Linked DNA regions of Gossypium hirsutum: region 2 is linked to region 1. The links are chromatin contacts, called in public Hi-C maps. All regions are on one chromosome and are shown on one strand. The core of a region is the stretch at or near the end of the contact, and the rest is flanking DNA. Distances in the headings are between cores, read along the strand shown.

Evidence for each region. A called contact is a pair of places that touch in the nucleus more often than the background predicts.
Region 2: a Hi-C map of leaf shows a contact between it and region 1, with 4 times the contacts expected there. The contact joins the promoter of LOC107948895 here to the promoter of LOC107948881 in region 1. A contact is called at or near these places in 4 of 34 Hi-C or Micro-C datasets (callus, hypocotyl and leaf).

The regions. Positions count from the first base shown.
Region 1 is chrA04:72,177,001-72,183,631 of Gossypium_hirsutum_v2.1, forward strand. LOC107948881 (cyclin-dependent protein kinase inhibitor SMR3) reads right to left here and starts at 3,305. Exons shown (of 1, transcript XM_016883537.2): 1 at 2,473-3,305. The coding sequence starts at 3,108. The coding sequence ends at 2,581.
Region 2 is chrA04:72,779,518-72,786,148 of Gossypium_hirsutum_v2.1, forward strand. LOC107948895 (pectin acetylesterase 5) reads left to right here and starts at 4,111. Exons shown (of 13, transcript XM_016883556.2): 1 at 4,111-4,235; 2 at 4,322-4,545; 3 at 4,634-4,716; 4 at 4,801-4,930; 5 at 5,030-5,109; 6 at 5,206-5,295; 7 at 5,437-5,561; 8 at 5,805-5,865; 9 at 6,079-6,132; 10 at 6,266-6,343; 11 at 6,418-6,523. The coding sequence starts at 4,332. It also overlaps the pseudogene LOC107948044.

The sequences.
Region 1 (6,631 bases), core at 2,055-4,554:
TTCTAATATTGAAATAATCATGGTTTTTATCAATTAAGAAAATTATCATGCAATAATCAACAAACAAAAATTATTTAAATAAAGAAAAATGAAAGAAACAAGATGCAACATTAACCCTGAATAGTTGTGATCAAGAAAAATATGTGGCTTAGTTAGTGATAATAGCAAAACATTAATCCCAAACAACTACGTGAAGCAATCAATTGATTATATAAGGGTAAAATGTAAAATTGGTACTTGAACTTGTCCACTTCTCCTATATTGATACTTTATATATATATATTTTTTGTCCTAGATTGGTACCCAAAATTTTTTTTGTCAACTAAATCTGTACTTTTTTGTAATACCGTTAAATTTAAGATAGGTGGCAGGATAGGATTGTGACACATGGCATGATAAAGTCATAATTAAAAAATATGTTAAAAATGTCCTTGCAAACCAACATCGCTTCCCTCCCTTTACCACTACTAGCACTCCTTTCTCACTAGAAAACAACCACACTTCGATCATTGAATAGTTCCCCAGAGTTGGACACAAACAATGAAACCCCATTACTTTATTCCCATCTGCCAAAAACCTTGTGTTTTCCTAGTCGCCGAAAACCAAACCATTTGACCCAGACCAAGCTTTGACCGTCTCTCGGTACTTATCAAACTAAGTCACCGTCCTCGACTCGTTTTGAACTTTAAAAATCATCTCAATTAAACCCATAAAGGCCCATAAAGGCCTTGGGACTTTAACTCGTATAAAAAATAATCTCAACCACATTCCTTGAAGGATGACTCTCTGGCAACTCAAAAGGGTCAGGGTTTCGAACAAGTTGTGTAATGGTAGTAGAAGTAAAACTACTCCAGCGAGGTCGAGGCAATGAGTTATTCGAATCGGATTCGAGTTGACTGTTGGACTTGAGAAAAATTTCGGGTTTCAATTCTTGGGCATTTTCTTAATGGCTCTGATAACATCTTTGATGCTTTGAGAGCTTCCAAACCCAGCAAAGCCAAATAACCAAAAACAATAACCAAAACCAAATAACCCAAAATCAGTAAAAAAAGAAGAAGAGGGAAGCAAAAATAGGAAGGAAAGTCAAAGGACTTATTCGTTCGAGTTCGAGTTCAGAACTCCAGATCTCCAGTCGGTGACCCCAACGATGGTAAGTTGAACCACAACACGACATACCACATAACGGAGACTGATGGTGATTTGACAATGTAAAAAAGAGATTGAAGCTTTGGCTTTTGTTTCATCAAATTTTGGTCTGATTCTTGGAAAACTAACCGATGATTTAAAGATAGGTGGTGGAAAGGAGTGTTTTGATGGTGCCCGATCAGAGCTTCGACAGTTGTAGATGGCGATAGCTAAGGTTCATAAAAGGAAGAAGGAAAAAAATACAAGAAAAGGGAAATTGGGAAGAAGAAAAAGATAATCGGGAAAAGGAAAATGGAAAAAAAAATGGAAAAAAATGGATATAGCTTTTAAAAATAATTTTTTATTGATTTTTATTATATTTAGTAAATTATGACATCATTATGATGCCATCATGTCATGTGTCACAATATTATACTGTCACCTATCTAAAATTTAATGACGTTAGAAAAATATATTAATTCAATTGACGAAAAAAAAGCTTGGGTACCAATTTAAAAAAAAACATAAAATATCAATTTAGGTGAAGTGAACAAATTCATATTGACCCGTTATTAAAGGCAATCCTTGCGAACATTTATTCAATGACTTAATAACTTCCACATACACGTATACCCTAATATAGATTGATCACATGTGTGTTTTTCTTTGAGAATTGACAACAATCTGGTGGGCTGCGTTCTATTTCTTTACTACAAAGGCCTATTACAAACCACTATCCTTTTAAAAAAAAAACCCATAGCCCAAATTAGACTTGGGTTTCATTCTCAATTCGATTTTGGACAAATTGAATAGGATTGTATCTCTAATCAAATGGGCATGATTGAATTTTATAAATTATATTTTATTCCTTTTTAGTTTAAAACGAAATAAAGCTTTTTTCCCTTAAAATGATAATGCACCTGTCACATGTGGATGAAAACATACATGTACTCAGACCCGAATATTCAAATTCTGATCTAGGAACCTCTTCAATAAAGGAGCATAATACCTTGAGCTCAAAAATAGCTGCGATTCCTAATTATTAAAGCTGCAACTCTTGTATATTTTTTAATATTTTTCCATACGTCACAGCAACATAACATTTTTGTTGTTAAATTTGAAGTTGGATCCCAAAACAACTCCTACCTATCAATCTTTCAGTTTTTTCTATTTAAGAAATAAACAAGCTAAAGAACAATTAGAGCATTAATGTATAGATTGATAATAAAAATTAAATATCGGAATTCAAACCTACAAATTATCGAAAAACATCAATGTAAACAGTTGAAGAAACTGGTATACTTAACAATTTAATTTCAAGCGATACCATGCTGCATGCACTCCCCATTTTCATAGGAATATTATTATACCATATGGTTCTCATTTTACATAAAATTATTTCTTACCGAATATAGATAAACTGATATGTATACATGATATGATGCTACAAACAAATTAACATGATCCATTCTCTTGCGTTCGAGCTTTCTTCATCTTACGGTGTAAATCATCAGCAAGTGAGGCAGCAAACCAGGACTCAACCTCTTCTGAAACCCTGCATATGCTTGCACTGGGCGATGCTTTTCTTTTATTCGCCTTTGGCTTTCTTGGTGCAGGTGGGCATTGTTTCTTCTCTGGGATTTTATGGTCCATAGACGTCGGGGTCTTGAACCCATCATCATCATCATCATCATCATCATCAACCCTTGCCTTTAATTCTCCTGAACATATAAGTTTCTTCTTGTCCTTTTCGATTCTCTTTTTCTCTTCATCATCTTGCACTACTGCTGGTTCTCGATCATCATTACCGGGAATATCATTTGAAGGATAATTATAAATGGCTGTAGCTTCACAGCAGCACTCGTCTTGAAACTCCAAGGGCGGTCGTTTCACGATCCTTTTCTGATCATCGTCTTTATTAACAAGGATCAGCTCTGAATTGGACATGGTGAGAAGGGAAATCTGGCTGAATTCTGCGTACATTAAGATCAAACTGAACAAGGTACAATATTGATTGAGAGAAGGGAATCCAACAAAGAATGGAATATAATCATCAAATCATATTCTTTTTTGTTTTCCTTGAATTCCTATTATTTTACATTTTGTTTCAGGGTTTTTCTCCACTTTTAGTGAAAGTAAAGAAAAACAAAAAAGAAACAGGAGAAACTATTTTAGCCAACAGATGGATTTATAAAAGAGAGAGTTTCTAGTTGGTCTATTTCTACTCTTAGTCCCTATATTCTTACAACTTTTATATTTAATCTTTTTACTTGTTTGATCTCAAATGACATTTTAAAATGTAAACATAAAATTATAATGCATACATCTATCTATAACCTTTCAAAACTATATAAGCATATTTAAATTTACATTCTCTTAATTACTAAAATTTCAATTGTGTTAATTAAATTAAAATTGAAATAGTAAAGAATAATTCCTTAAAACTTGAAGCATAATTAAAACATCCTAGTTTTTTGTGCATAGGATCCTTCGCCCCAAGTGTTAGCTTTGATTGAGAACCATCACCAACTACTTACTCAAATGACTATATTCATGAAAACAATTCAATATATCTTTGTATAATTGGCACTAACTTTTCGTTTTTGTGTTAAATTATTCTACTTGGGGGGAAGGGGGTTCTTTTATGATAGTTGATATACGAACTTTGATGTATCTATGCACGTGGGTTGCTATACAATGGGGACCAGTGGGACGTTTGATGTGTTAATCCAAACCCCATCTCATGATATTGTTTAGGAAACTTACATTAGATGCTTTGTTTAACTTGCAAGCAAGGGACCAACTAACTTAGAACTTGTATTTTTCTTTACCAGCTTCTACCCAAGACTTAATCATCCAAATGAGGGGTAATTAATTAGTTTTTTTTGACTTTTATATCTTATTTTTGTTTGATTTAGGCACTAGGAATAAGGAAAAGGCTTTATTTACAAAGAAGCCTATGATGAACACTTGAGTTTCCCTTATACTCAAGCATATCAAGAGATAAAGGGTTTTGAAAAGAAATAAGACCATTAATAGAAATGGTATATATCGTTGTTCACTGATCCAGCTAAATCTAGCTAGGTATTACTTATTTTTGCTAAAAGGTGAAGAAAATATTTGCACCATCAATGCTATCCGAATAGGCCTTTTTTTTTCTTTTCCATGTAGCATGGCAAGGGAAATGCTATCAATAGGGGAAAACAATAAAAAAAATGGAAAAAAAGATGGCTCCACAATGTTTAAATGCAAAATTAATGTACCTCAAAAATCAAAATAGAATTAAGAGGAGAATATGGGATTGGATAGGTCTATACTTAGTCCCTTATGATCTAATTGTTAGTCAGTCTTTAGGGATCAGTAATTTTGGATTCCTCCCCCAAGAAAAATGGAAGGTGTTAAGATTTGGTAACCCTTCCATACTCAGCCAACTAACAACTATCACCAGCCCCCATTATCTCTTTTTATCAATTTAATGTAAACATATTGTTGTTTCAAACCCCAAAAACACTATACAAAAATGTCACATTTTTGAGATGATAAATTGAAGAAAGTTGAGTTAATCTCATGCTTTAAATGCGTGGTTTCATCAATTGAGGTTAGATTTTTTTGTTATTTACATAAACATCAAATCTTTTAAAATGTTTAAATACGAAATAAATCATTTTAAAAATGCTCTAATAAAGGATTTTTACACACTTGATCTCACTTTGTAATACTTAATATTTGAGCATTTGAGAACCTTTATTTAAAAACATTTGAAAAACAAATAATTCTTATTTCACAATTTTGAAAGATTTTAACTTTTTTAATTTATCAAATGTTTAGTGATTTATTTGAGCAACCCATAAGTGTGGTAATGTGGGAAGTGAATGTGGCTTGGAAAATGGATCATTTTTGGCTTTAGGGATTCAAGTACATGCTGAAAGTAATTAAAAACAAGTTTAATAATGTATGTTTAGCAGTATAATGAAGGGGAAGGGAAGAAACTGTTGAAACGCGCACTAACTGAGAAGTTGCAGAATAAATGAATGTCAAAGGCACATGGAGAATGATTTTACCACCATTGCCAACCATCATGCATGTCCCAGAGGCCTCACAATCATCCCTCCCAAGTTCAACTCCCTCTCTTGCTCTGCTTTTTTTTTCTTTTACATTTTCCAATCGAACCCCACAAATCTCCATTTCAAGTTTGGGTTTTACTTTCTCAAAAAGGCTGTCATTTGGCACCCAAGACCCAACTATTCTATGTTTTTGGACCACACCCTAGCGAATCAGAAATGGGTTCTTTTGGGGGGGTTTTGCATGTGAATGCTTTATTTTATTGCATCTTTATGCGTGTGTTTTTGAGGAAAAAAGGTGTAGGAGAAAGCTTGGCGTTTGTGATGAAGAGATTAGATTAAAGGAAAAGTGATGTCAAGTGTCAAGTACACCTAGGGAACCATGGATTGTTAGAAAGGGGCTAACTTCATTGTTTCCTAGACAGGTCCTTAAAGCAAACATTGCTACCAATTCATCATCATTAACCCATTTTAGTTTAAAGATTCTTTCCATTGGAATTGAAAAGTACTGTAAAAAAGAAAGAAATAAAAAAGTTTATTACTGAAACTACTCCCAAAACTATTATTGCTAGCAAAAGAACTTGCAGGCTGCCAGTGTGAACAGTGGATCTAAATGATGCATGGGATGTATGGGATGGAAACACTCATATGAAACTTCTACTGCTGGAGTGCTGCTTACTTTCCCACTCATATGGCCATGCTTAATCAATCCAGGAAATGGAAGTCCTATCCGAGACATGGAACATGGGAAGACAAAAGGACTTAACCTAAAGATTGCTAGCTCGGGTTTTTTTTTTTATAGATCATAACCCAAATACCTTGGTAACATTATAATTGAACTGATATTTCCCACACAATGTCCTTGGAAGGGTGACACCATAGCACTGTAAACAGTTAGTTTTTTGGATGAATATAGCATAAAAGCTGTCCACTTCATCTTCACAACAAAGACAAGTTGAGTTCTGAAATGAAATTAATGAATTTCGTACAGAATATTTACCGGCGTACTTCAATAAACTGTTAGAAGGAAAAAAAAGAGACTAATTTGCAGATTCTGGCTTGGTTTTTAGCATGTTTGCATATGTCACAGGCTTGGCAGCTTGTATGACAACCAGGGATTTAAATTGCGGTCGCGGTCGCGTTTTTAGTTGCGTTGCGTTTGTCGCGGTTGCGGACATAACGAATGCTATAGTGGTCATTGCAGCTATCACGGTCGTGAATTTTTTAAAAAATTCACATAACTTATTATAAAACAATAATAGCGGTTTCGGCGGTAACAGTTTCAAACGGTGTTGCTACCGCTATATAACGGCCGCTATAGCGGTATCGGACCGCTATTTAAATCGCTGATGACAATTAAGCCTTAAAGTTATGCCCCTCATCATTTGATCGACCGTTCCATGTAATTTGTGTTAAACAATAGATATATGTATGAATGCAAATGA
Region 2 (6,631 bases), core at 2,861-5,360, 600 kb after region 1:
CCATTATTCCGATTTTACTAAAAATGAGTTGTTACAATCTGCCTCTGTGCTTATTATCACCTCTGGATGTACTTGTAGATGGGGACCGAGGGTAGGGTTGTTATAAAAACTCCCACCATAATTTAGATTTTTGGGTATCTGCGACGTCCTTCCGCATTCTAGCTGGTCTGTCCATCCGACATTAAGATCAAAGTCAAATTCGCGATGTTGACTTATTAGACTAACATTCTTAACAAGCTCTAAGTTTGCTAACTTAGCAAATAACTCAATTGGTTGGGGGTTCTCACTCCCAGTCGACCATCATATTTCCATCATAATGCCCAAGTCATAATCATCTAACAGTTGCATCTCACAAAATTTCAACGGATTTCTAAAGATTGGAAATTTGTAAAATAATCTGGACATCACCCTTCGACAACAGATAGCTATTTTTGTTCTGATCTTCCTTTTCATTTTTGTCAGCATCATATTTTTTTGAATCGCAATACTACTCTTTGTCGACCTTGAAATACACAACCAACATCACCTTCTACAATTTCACCATAAAAAAGAAGGTACACTCGAAAACACATTGTTATTAATCTTCAACAGAATTTTTGCACTCTCCTACTAAACAAACAATATCACCATTCTATATATGCTAGAGAACCAAGAGGTGGATCCATAAAGAATAGCTTCACTAAAATAAAATTTTAAATTTTTATATTAAAAAACATATTTTAAAAAGATTACACTTGTAATAAAGTGGTGGTGCCATCCTAAATAGCTCCACCGAATAAAATATTATTTTTTTTAATTTAAATATAATAAAAAAGTGTTTGAATATATTTAAAAATAATTTTAAAAAATAATATTTAAAATTTTAAAATATACTTCTAAAATATTATAAAATAAATAATAAATTTGAAAGGTCGTATCTTTAAAAATAATGTATTTTAAATGTTTTATAATATTAAAAAATAATATTTAAAATTTCAAAAATAATATTTAAATTTTTTAAAAATATATTTAAAATTTTTAAAATAATATTATAAAACATTTAAAATATACATTTAAAATATTATAAAACTAATAATAAACAAATAAATAAAACAAATAAAAGACAAATAAAAAAATATTGAAAAAATAAATAAAGAAAAACAAAATAAAAAACGAAAAAGGACAAAGAAATGAAATAAAGAATCAAAAAACAAGGAATGAAAAGAATTAAAAAATTCAGCTTGTTTAATAGGCAATAGGTTAGAGTGTTGAAATACAGTGAAGTTAAATTATCTCGCTCCACCAAAAAAAAAACTTGCTTAAAGTCTTTTATTTTTTAAAAATTTCTCATTATTTTCTTACTATTTATATAAATGGAGTCATGATGACTCCACTAAAATATTAATTTTTTATGCAGATTATTAATATGGTATGTTGGTGGCATAAAATGTGTTAATTTTATTAACTTTTACTGTAAATTTTAAGTTATTTTTATATTTTATCAAAAAAATTATCTAAGTAATTAATTAGTTTTATAAAAAGGCTACCTGAAAAGACTAGTTTAGTTTCGCCTTGTGGGAGAGAAACACAATCAACCAGTTGCAGCACGATGGTTTCCTTCGGTTTGTTAATAGAATTGTATCACTCGCCTCGGCTACTCCAGCTGAATTTAGCGTCTAAAAATAATTGGCTTGAAATTATTGGATATTTGAACTTCGTTACGAGAATACATAGCAGTGGTGGCTATAACGAGCCTTTGGGTAATCCCCATTTCCATCCTGGTGATAGCGTTGTTCCTCATCCTTATATGGTAAGAGAGACGCTTAGACTGTTTCTCCTCTTTGAATTTTCTCAAAAGTAGTGGATTTTGAGTACAGAATGAGAGTTTCCACATACCTCAAGCTCAACAATACTGCAATGGCGATTTCAGGAGCTGCGATCCCATGGTCACCGCACCACCTGGCCTGTAATGCTATTTCTCTTCCTCTTTTAAAATGAGAGTTCGGGTTTAGTTTACTGAATTTTAATGGGTTGTTTTGTATGAAATAAAAGATTATGAGCAAGGGATGGGTTGGCTCTAGTCAATTAGATTAATGGATGATATATTAAGAAAAGATGGATTTTTGACTTTATTGCTCAAATGCTGTAAATGTTTTATTAACATTTAGTTATAAAATACTTCTACAGATACAATGTTTTATTTACATTTAGTTATAAAATACTTCTACAGATACTATCTTGTTCATTTTGCTGCATTGTTTCCGTGCCAATGTTTTCTACAATTGGCTTCATAATTTCCTCAAGTTGGCTCCACTGCCTTTCTTCGTTCTGTAAAACGGAACGAAGTCTTGGCAGTACTATGTAGCATTCTTGTATATGAGATAATGACCCACTTGAGGCCAGCTCTTGATGATACAAAATCAACGGTTTTTGCAACAATTCTAGCCTTGTATCCAGTCCACTGGTTCTTCACTTTTCTTTACTATACTGATGTTGCATCACTTACTGCTGTGCTCGCCATGTATCTTGCACGTCTGAAGAAGAAATATCTATTCAGTGCATTGGTAAATGAGTCGGTTTAATTTTAGTTTCCTTATTTTGTCAATAATGAAAATTTCCTGGATGATATTTCACAAGCTGCCTGGGGAAAAGGTTACCTTGCTATGTTTCGGACTGCATATGGAAAACTGAATGCAAGCTATTCCTGAGGTTTCTTACTTCGTAATCTTGATATACATGGCTAAGAGAGTGCCAATAATTAGGACAATCAAATCAAACAATTTTGGGATAGATCATATTTAACTAAATGTTTTTGTACCTTTCTTCTTTGTTGTTTCCTGTAGGTTTTTACTCATTTCAGCTATGTTCTTGTAGCTTGAGGCCTTGCCTGTTGTTATTCAACAGAAAATATTATTATATGGATGCTTTTTGTTGCATACTCTGGGGTCAGTGATATCACTCTGGCACATCAAAGAAATCGTGTGTTAGTAGATAATTTGAAGGCATCAAACAAGGGTAGCAGTTTGTCAACCCTTATACCAGTGTCAATGTGAGATCAAACTTGAGGAAAAGGAAATCCATGGGAAATGCAGAGGCTAATAAACAGTCTTTTTACTGGACAAACTCGACAAACACCTCTTCAGCCTCTCAAACCTCAGGTAACTTTAACATCTTTGATCTTGGCTTTAGTGAAATAATTTGCAAAAATAACTAAATTATTTTGTTATAGACTTTCTCTTCAACCATGTTCATAAGGTTTAAGGAATTACTCTTTGCCAGAGAAGAGATCATTTATGCTAATGTGACATCCTATTGACATTATAATTCAGGTCTGCTTTATGAGATTTCAGCCATTGTTTTGACTTCATGACACATAAAGTGGAAGCTTTCGGTCTCCGTTAGCCCTTTCTTCTTCGTGTTGCTGACATTTGTTTCTTTTCTCTTTTGGAATGGGAGTGTAGTTCTAGGTATTATTCACTTTACCATACTATTTGTTTCCTTTACCTCCTTTCTTTTGTTTCTTCTTTCTCTTTCTGCCACTTAATGTCACAGGTGTGAAAGAAGCTCATGCAGTTTCTCCAAAATTTGCTCAAATAATGTATTTTAGTCTCATTTCTCTCTTTTTGCGGCTCCTCTGCATTTCACAGCAGGTCATGCTTCATTCCAGCATTAACAACAGCCAAAGCTGGCTTCTGACGGGTATTCTATATACAGTCCTTAATATCTTTATGATGAGAATGTTCGTTTTGGCCGTTCCACTGGGAACATGAACCCATGATCCAAAGGTTCATATGGTAGATAGGAAATACCAAAACCTTATGATACTGTGACTCGCACAGGTTTGCTAATTTTAGAATTTTATACTGGATCGTGTGTATTGGTGTCAGATTTAACCTTTACAAACGATTGTAATTTCATTCATGTCAAGCAAATGGATCTTTCATGTTTGATTTGCAGTCATGTAACCAAATGATGTTGGTAATGGTACACATACTTTAGGATTCATGCAGTTTTCCCATTTTTCTTGTCATTCATAACTTCCCAATATTATTTTCAGATGGTTTAATTGATATTGTGGCATAATTTTTGGGCACGAAAATTTTGAATATGATACAAAAACATGTTAGAAAATGATAAATTTCACACGTCAGAGTTAAAACATGTTTTAAAAATATGAAATTTTGATATGAACTAAAATTCATGTAGTTTAGAGATCTATCAAAGGACGCAGTATGGGCTTGTTGTGCTTTCCACTTGTGAGTCTAGTAATCCATTCGTTTTGTTACAATAAAGACAAACAAACGAAATACCTAACTCTCCACTGCAATTTGTTTTTTTGGAGCTTTGAAGCAATGGCAAATCCTAGGCTTCGTGGGTGGAGAAAGTGGGCGAAGAAGGATTGGGCGATCGCAGCCGTGGGATTCACTATCATCCTCTTCGCTCTCACTCTCCTCTTTGATTCTCGAAACCCCACGTCCTCCTCCTCCTCCTCTACCTTCAATCTCCCCTCCAACCACCATCTCATTCCTTTGACTTTGCTTCACAGAGCCAAAGCTACAGGCGCTTGTATCCTCCAAGATTCAAACTTTTAATTTTGGGTCTCTTATCAAATTTAATTATTAGCATTGACTTTTCGATTAATTCTTTTTTGCAGTTTGTTTAGATGGAAGTTTACCTGGATACCATTTTCAGAAGGGCTTTGGTTCTGGCTCTAACAATTGGCTTCTCCACATTGAGGTAATTTCTTTACTTTTCCCTTTTCCTTTTGGGGTTTTACAAGAATTTAACTTGGTTTTCGAATTTTACTTGTTTGATTTATAGGGTGGAGGTTGGTGTAATTCAATAGAAACATGCGAGATTCGAAAAAGAACAGCTTTGGGTTCCTCTAAGTACATGGATCCCCTAATTCCATTCGATGGGATTTTAAGCCATCAATCTTCGCAAAATCCTGGTATACTTTTTGCATCATTAGTTTCCTTTTTCTTTTTTTGGATAACTTATGCTGTTTAAAGAGTGTGCTTTCAAAATGGGTAATTTTTATTTTCTTCAGATTTTTACAATTGGAACATTGTTAAGATGCGTTACTGTGATGGTGCATCTTTAGCTGGCCACCCTGAAAGTGAGTTCAAGGTAAATTTGTTTTTTTTTTTTATTTGTTATTTTTTTTTACTGAAATAATTATTTGCTTTAAAAATATGGTTTAATTTTTCGGGTTTTTTTCCTTAGAATGGAACTAAGCTTTTCCTCAGGGGCCAACTCATTTGGGAAGCAATTATGAGTGAACTCTTATCACTTGGCTTGTCTAAGGCCAAACAGGTAGGTAGCTACTACACTGATGCTTTTTTTACAGTTTCATATTTAAAAGTGAAATTGTAAATAACGACATTGTTCACTCTTTTTCAATATCGTTATCGTTCAGTTGATAGTTGCAAGGTGATGGATTTGTGGACTTTGCAGGCACTTCTTACAGGATGCTCTGCTGGAGGTTTGGCAACTCTTATACATTGTGATGACTTTCGAGCGCATCTGCCAAAGGATGCCACTGTCAAGTGTCTTGCTGATGCAGGTTTTTTCCTTGATGAGTATGTTCTTTTTTTGTTGGTACAAGATCAATGCATTTTAAAATTTAAGCTAATTCTTTAACTGGTCATAATGTTCTATAATGTGTGGATATAAAACTACATCATATATGTATATACTTTTATGTATTTAATAATGTGTATTGCTTCGTTTGTCTGTATGATCCAAGGTAATGCATCCTAATTGAAGTTAGTCTTGAGTCTTGACTGTATATGTTAGTTTATTTTGTATTCTCTACATTGCAGGCCAGATATTCTTGGAAATCGCACCATGAGTAATTTCTACCATGATGTTGTCCAACTACAGGTTCAGTTTCAATCTCCATATATCATACTTGTATTATGTATTGTTCCTCCTTAGAAAATGATGCCATTTGGTTTTAATCATTTTGGCGATTATCATAAAAATTTTAATAGGTAATTTGAGTACATACCATTAGGTCCTGATCAGTGATTCCTCAATCTTTTCTTCTGTTATTCGACCATTTTTGAATTTGATCTTGTATGCATGTCATGTCAGGGTGTAGCAAAAAGTTTGCACAAGGAATGTATCACAGAAATGGAGCCATCCAAGGTAGGTTTTATGCTTTTCTATTTTATTTGTTTCTTGTTTCCCTTTAAATCTTTTTTCTCCTTTTGCTGTTCAAGTTCAAATAGTTTGAATCACAACTTACCTGCTGTCTGTCTGTTGTTGATTGCTCTTCCAGTGCATCTTTCCTCAACAAATAATCGAAAATATTAGGACCCCATTGTTCATTGTCAACCCCGCCTACGATTTTTGGCAGGTAACTTGTTCAAACACGACTATTTGCTTATTACTTAATGCTATTTCCTTTCTCATTATAGGTTCTATCACTAGATACAACACATCTTAGTCCCCGCCGGATCGGATCCTGATGGCTACTGGAGAAGGTGCAGATTGAGCATTCAGAAATGTGATTCTACCCAGATTGAAAATCTACAAGGTAGTTGGATATGTAATATGTACCCAATCTACTTGGCTAAAACAATCCAATTAGACTTCTCAACATCAAAATCATGCAATCGAAATTTCCAAGCATTGACGCAACCCT